Linked DNA regions of Anser cygnoides: region 1 is linked to region 2. The links are chromatin contacts, called in public Hi-C maps. All regions are on one chromosome and are shown on one strand. Each heading gives the region's core, a stretch centred on a gene start, on an enhancer-like site or on the middle of the called end of the contact. The rest is flanking DNA. Distances are from core to core; before and after follow the strand shown. Region 1 has its middle 6.4 kb from the start of RAB18. Region 2 has its middle 110 kb from the start of BAMBI.

What was found. A called contact is a pair of places that touch in the nucleus more often than the background predicts.
Region 1: a contact with region 2 is called in a Hi-C map of liver, with 2.4 times the contacts expected there. The contact joins two enhancer-like sites. A contact is called at or near these places in 2 of 7 Hi-C or Micro-C datasets (both in liver).

Annotation. Positions count from the first base shown.
Region 1 is chr2:17,691,838-17,694,537 of Taihu_goose_T2T_genome, reverse strand. No RefSeq gene overlaps it. Among named protein-coding and RNA genes, the nearest start is that of RAB18, 6.4 kb to the right of the region's middle. Within about 2 kb of position 1,372, at least 2 of the 3 cell types and tissues checked have open chromatin away from gene starts, as enhancers often do. A contact at or near this core is called in liver, where this site is marked.
Region 2 is chr2:17,032,479-17,035,321 of Taihu_goose_T2T_genome, reverse strand. No RefSeq gene overlaps it. Among named protein-coding and RNA genes, the nearest start is that of BAMBI, 110 kb to the left of the region's middle. Within about 2 kb of position 1,556, at least 2 of the 3 cell types and tissues checked have open chromatin away from gene starts, as enhancers often do. A contact at or near this core is called in liver, where this site is marked.

The DNA.
Region 1 (2,700 bases), core at 123-2,622, 660 kb before region 2:
CATCTTTCATATGAGGTGAGCCCAGGAGAGCTAGGACTGTTCAGCTTGGAGAAGAGAGGCTCAGGGGGAGCTTATCAACGTCTGTAAATGCCACATGGAAGGGAATGAAGAAGATAAAATCAGATTCTTCTCATTGGTGCACATTGACAGGACAGGAGAAAACAGGAACAAATTAAAACACATGAAATTCAATTTGAACACAAGAAAACACTTTTTTTTTTTTTTTTTTTTTTTACTGTGAATGTGGTCAAACGCTGGAACAGGTTGCCTAGAGTGGTTGTGGAATCTCCACCTGCGGAGATATTCTAAACCTGACTGGATGTGGTCCTGAGCAACCTGCTGTAGCTGATCCTGCTCAAATGTGGTGTTGGACCAGTCAATCTCCAAAGGTCTACTTCAACTTCAGTAATTCTGTAATACTACAGAAACGTGGAGCTTCACTGAAATGAGGAAAATACAAATGAATACAAACTACAGCAAGCATATATAAAAGCAGAATCATACAAAACTTTAAAAAATGTAAGGAACAACTAACAAAACACACAAAACCTGATAATAAATTCCTTATCAAACATGTCAGAAGAAATCTACCAAGTCTACCAAATAAAATTGTGATCAGTCAAGTTATAAAAAGGACCTCAGGGAAGAGGTAGTATTACATTCAGACTAAACAAACAAACAAACAGAGGTTTTTTTTTTCTGTGATTTTGTTTTAAAATACTAAAAGTACATCCATAGTGAAGAGCTCTGCTGTGGTTGTTACCACTCCAGAATGAAAATGGAAGTAAGTAGAAAAAATTATAATACATAATTCTATGAAAATATCAGTACAGGCCTAAGTGGTGGCCAATAAAACAACAGACCACTAGAAAATACTAGAAAATACCCACAGAGTAAAACAGAAAATATGCCATTCCTTGGGGACACTCCTATTTTGTGTACTTTGCATAGTTCTAGTCTTCTCATCTGAAAAAGGATCCAGGAGGACAGTCACTGTACAGCAAGTGAAAACAGGATAGTTAAAATTATAATGACATCCATGAGGAATGAGATTAAATGAATGATTAAATAATGAATGATTAAATGAATGATTAAATAGTTCGGGATTCCTCTGGCTGAAAAAAAAACAAAACCATGAGAGGACATGATGGCAATCTACAGGATCAGGTGTGGCATAGAGTAAATTAATAGACAGTTGCTCACTGTCTCTTCTAATATGAGAAGGGAAATCAAATGAAAGTAGCAGGTAGTACACATAAAACTAAAAGAAGGATGTATACGTAGCTAAGCTGTGCAACTCTTTGCTGCAGGAGGCTCTAGATGGTGTATGTTATTATGGGTTCAAAATACCTGGAGGAGAAATTATCTTTGATGAAGAAAAATGCAGCTACTGTAGAAGAGAATTGCAGCTACTGTGTATGATGACACCATCACCACGGGCTCCAAAAGCCCTGGGTCACAAACTGCTGAAGGCTGCAGTAACATCCTGGGGAAGTACCATTACTTGCTCTTGCATACGCCACTACTGCCTGTCACCGGAGACAGACAGACTTTGATCGGCCCTGACAAAACTGTTTGCCATGGTAGGCCTTGGTCTGACCCGATTTGAATTCCAATTTCTGCATGCATTTCTTCTAGTGATTGTTAGAGATTTAATAAAGATTGCTGTTTGGCTTACTTGGCAGTCACTGCCTTGATATTGTGTCTCTGTCCTTTGCCCACCAGATCCTCTGGTTTGTCACGATTGCTTCATGCAGTGTTGCGCAAAAGGTGAGATACTGACGAGTGGGGTTACTTAATCCAGCTGGTGCCATTCTAACAGCTAATCCTGCAGGCACATGCAACCACAGGCTAGATGAGGTATGTTAAACGTTCAGAAGGGATTATCGATAAGATGATCCCAAAGCAGAGATGGGGTTATCCCTTCCCTTCCCCCCTTAATGTTATCCATTACTAAAAGCAATTGGAGAAGGCTAGATGAATACATTATTTCTTAAATGGAAAGTAACTCCATTCCCGATTTTCCTCCCTTAAAATGATCATTTAAAGTCGTGTGGTGCTTAGCTGCTGGCCAGGTTAAACCACAAAAAAGTACATCCTCTTGAAAAACAAGAACATTCATTTCAGAACAACTATTTTCTGAAAAGGAATGCCAGTTGCCTTCGTTGTGGGAAATACAGATTTTTACAGAAAGGTACTTACTGCACACAGATGCGTGCCTACTTTGCCTCCTCTAGTAAGTTTATGGTATTCATAAAAAGCATCTCTAGCTCTCCCGCCAACATATGAAGTCCAAAGCAAATCCTAAAGTGACTTTTGAAAAATTCATGAAGCAATGTGGAAATAGTAAGCTTTGGAAAAGTACTACTACTTTTTATTTCATTAAGACCCAGAGGAAATACTTCATGTGAACCTGGTCTGCCAAATATTCTCTTTTTGTGTGTCTCTTCTGATCTTTGTGGTAAATACATTATACATTGTGCTGCTCTGGATACAAATACATTTGCCATGAACAAAGAACAATTCAGAACACAAACTGCTCAATATGTTCATGAAGTGCACATGAAGTTCAGCTGCAGGAAAACTCTAATATCCAAACTTTGTTGTTCTTTCTGTGTTCTTTGTAAAACATTGTCTCACTCTTTTCATTGTTGATGTACAGTAGATGGTAGATGTACTTCAAATATGAAAGCTGTTTTC
Region 2 (2,843 bases), core at 307-2,806:
CATTCCCTGAAATGTATTTGCAGTACGTGGAGATAATGATCAGAGTTTTTGTGACAACCATTCTGTGTTACGTGAGGGCAAACACACGAAATCAGACCTTAATGAGCATGCTGAGCCCCATCCAACACTGCGGCAGTGACTGACAGTACATGAAGGCCAGATGCTTGCACATGGTGCCCAGCACGTTTACCTTTTGTGTTACTCCACAAGCATACGGTTAAAAGAAGACAGATAGCAAGACTTTAATGCCCCAGAACAAAGGAAAGGAACTTGGAGGAACCAGGGAAGAGTTATACTTTAAGGAATGTATAGAACATACACTCAAAATAGACAGTTTGTCTGCTTCAGAGTATTTCAGACATTTTTCCATAGTACCATTTTTTTTTTTCTCTAACGTTTTAGCAGCTTGAAAAGCATGATCTGGAAATGTTTGGCTGTAATCCTCTTAGACAATTTTTTTGCAAGCAATCATTTTAATGCCCAGAAGAACTGACTTTGATTGTTCAGCATAAAATGAATGTTAGGTAACGTTTGGGGAACTTGTGGACTTTAATTTTGTTCGTCTTTTGTGTTCAGAAGCCCTTTGCCAGCCATCCTCAGCGCTGGATGGAGAAGGGCTTGCAGCAGGGGATACCTGCATCTAAAAAAGAAAAGAATGAAAAAGTGACCAGCAATGCAGTTAAAATAAAACAGGCTATAAAAACAGGTGCGAAACTCTTGGGAGACCTGGGTGGAAAATCCCAGGAGTGGCGGGTGTCCCACACAGCCTTTCCCAGGCCCCCTGGCAAAGGTTGGGGCACATTAGGTCATGTTTGCTGAAGGCACTTGTTTTCTGTCTTCTGATCCAGCCAGTGATGGGACACTGGGAGGACAAAACGTGTCCTAAGTGACCACCGCTGGAGCCAGCCCCATTCACGGATTAGGGCTGCCATGGAAACTCGGTTTGCAGAACTCCCCGCAGCAAACAAGGAATGAATGGCCAGGTCAGCACCTGAGATTAGAGGGGAGGGAAGGAAGAGTTGAGCAACTGTTTGCTGAACTTGTTTAGGAGCTTTCCTGGAATATTCCAATTTTCCAAATATTGGAATGAAGAGTTTTTAGTTAAAGCCAGGACGAGGATTCCCCGTGTTTGAGAAAAGGGTTGTGTCCTTTGGACGCGTTCAGTGAAGGACAGCAGCAGAGCTAAGTATTGATTTAATTTCAAAATAACCTTAAAAGACCTAAAAGAGGTTTAATGATCAGCTGTATGCTGAAAATGAATCCCAGAAGGCTTATCATTTAAAGTAATGATTTACATGATATGTTATCAGCCATTAGGCTAGGAGTTCTCCTGGTGAGTCTGATTTTGAGCATTGTGAGACAAAATTCACATCCAGATTTTGACTGTAGGGATCTATTGGCTAGCTAATCCTAGATGTGCTAAAAGCATGACTGACTGTTTCACCACCTGGAAAACAGAACTTGCAATGCCAAAGAATGAACCTTCAGTAAAGTGTATCTTAACAAACATCTCTGCTCATTTTTTTAAAATTATTTATTTATTTATTTATTTTTTTCCCGCAGGTATCTAAAATGATGTATTTTTTAACTCTAGGCCCCATGTCTGGAGGATAGCCTGTGATTTGGGAGACCTAGATCTGCATCCCACTCTCTAATAGTCTTCTTTATGACCCAGAGAAGTTCCTCTGGAGAGATGTAGGTGTGCTCCCCATAGCCTGGCGGGTGTCTGCCCTGAGGTCTACCTGTGTTTTGTGAAACACTCAGCTAGGAGCCAGCTCTGCTCTGAAATCCAGTGCAAGTGCACTGCACCAGCCCTTAGCCACAACAGAGGTACTCAACAGAGTAACCCATGGTCCATACAGCGAAACTTCTTCCCAGACCTGAGCTAATGGCTCTGCTCGTGCAAGGCTGGGTTAGGTGCCTCCATGCTGCTGCACAGACATGCACACCTCCAATGGAAAAGGAGTGCCTCGAAGCCAGAAGTGTCATTTGTCACCTTGAACTTCAGACCTGGAGGGAACAGGGATGTCTAATGTGGCTTTGTTGATTTCTTGCTTGAACTGTTGCTCTTAGGTGCAGCTGTGAATGGCAGACTTGGTCTGGTTGGAAGAAAAATCTAGTATGTGGAAGTCTGGGAGATACCTGCAGTGCTCTAATAGGCATATTTTCCTAGTCTGAGGCTGATGCCCTGCATGTTATTACTTGACTACATGTTTTTCAGCTAGTTGGGTACCCATTTTGGGGGAACTTTCATTTAAAACTTATGTCCATAGCAAGGGAAATGTCAGAAAACACATTATTAAACTCAAAATTGAACCCATGGATTCTTCCCAGACAGTAAAACATTTTCTCTCTCAGTGGAAGAGACTGTGGTTTGACATTCTTTGTTCTTCATAAATCCAAGTTAACCAGTTCTTTTTATCAGAGAGTTATTCCCCTTTGCTATGATGCAGTAGCTTAATATTTTGTTGAAGTATCTTGCCAAGGTTGGCAATTTGGTCGTTCCCCAGATTTTCCATTTCTGCATAAGATAGCTTGTCAACCTTTCTCTAGTGCCCAGGGGCCTTATAAACCCACATGATTTTCTAATGGCTCAGCAGTTGTCCTAGTTAAGCTGAAAACTGAATTTCCTCATTCCTTCCTTGTGTTGATTGTATGCAGAGAAGTTTGAGGGTTTAAGACTGCTGAATATAAAAACAGAGGTAGGGAAGAAGTGCTGGAAATTGAGCTAAGTCAATGGCAAAACTTTCACAGTTTTTATTGGAAGAGAGATCTAGATCTATGGACATAAATCTGTAGAGGGAAAGACTGGGTTATGTAAAACTAGAAACTAGCAGTAAACA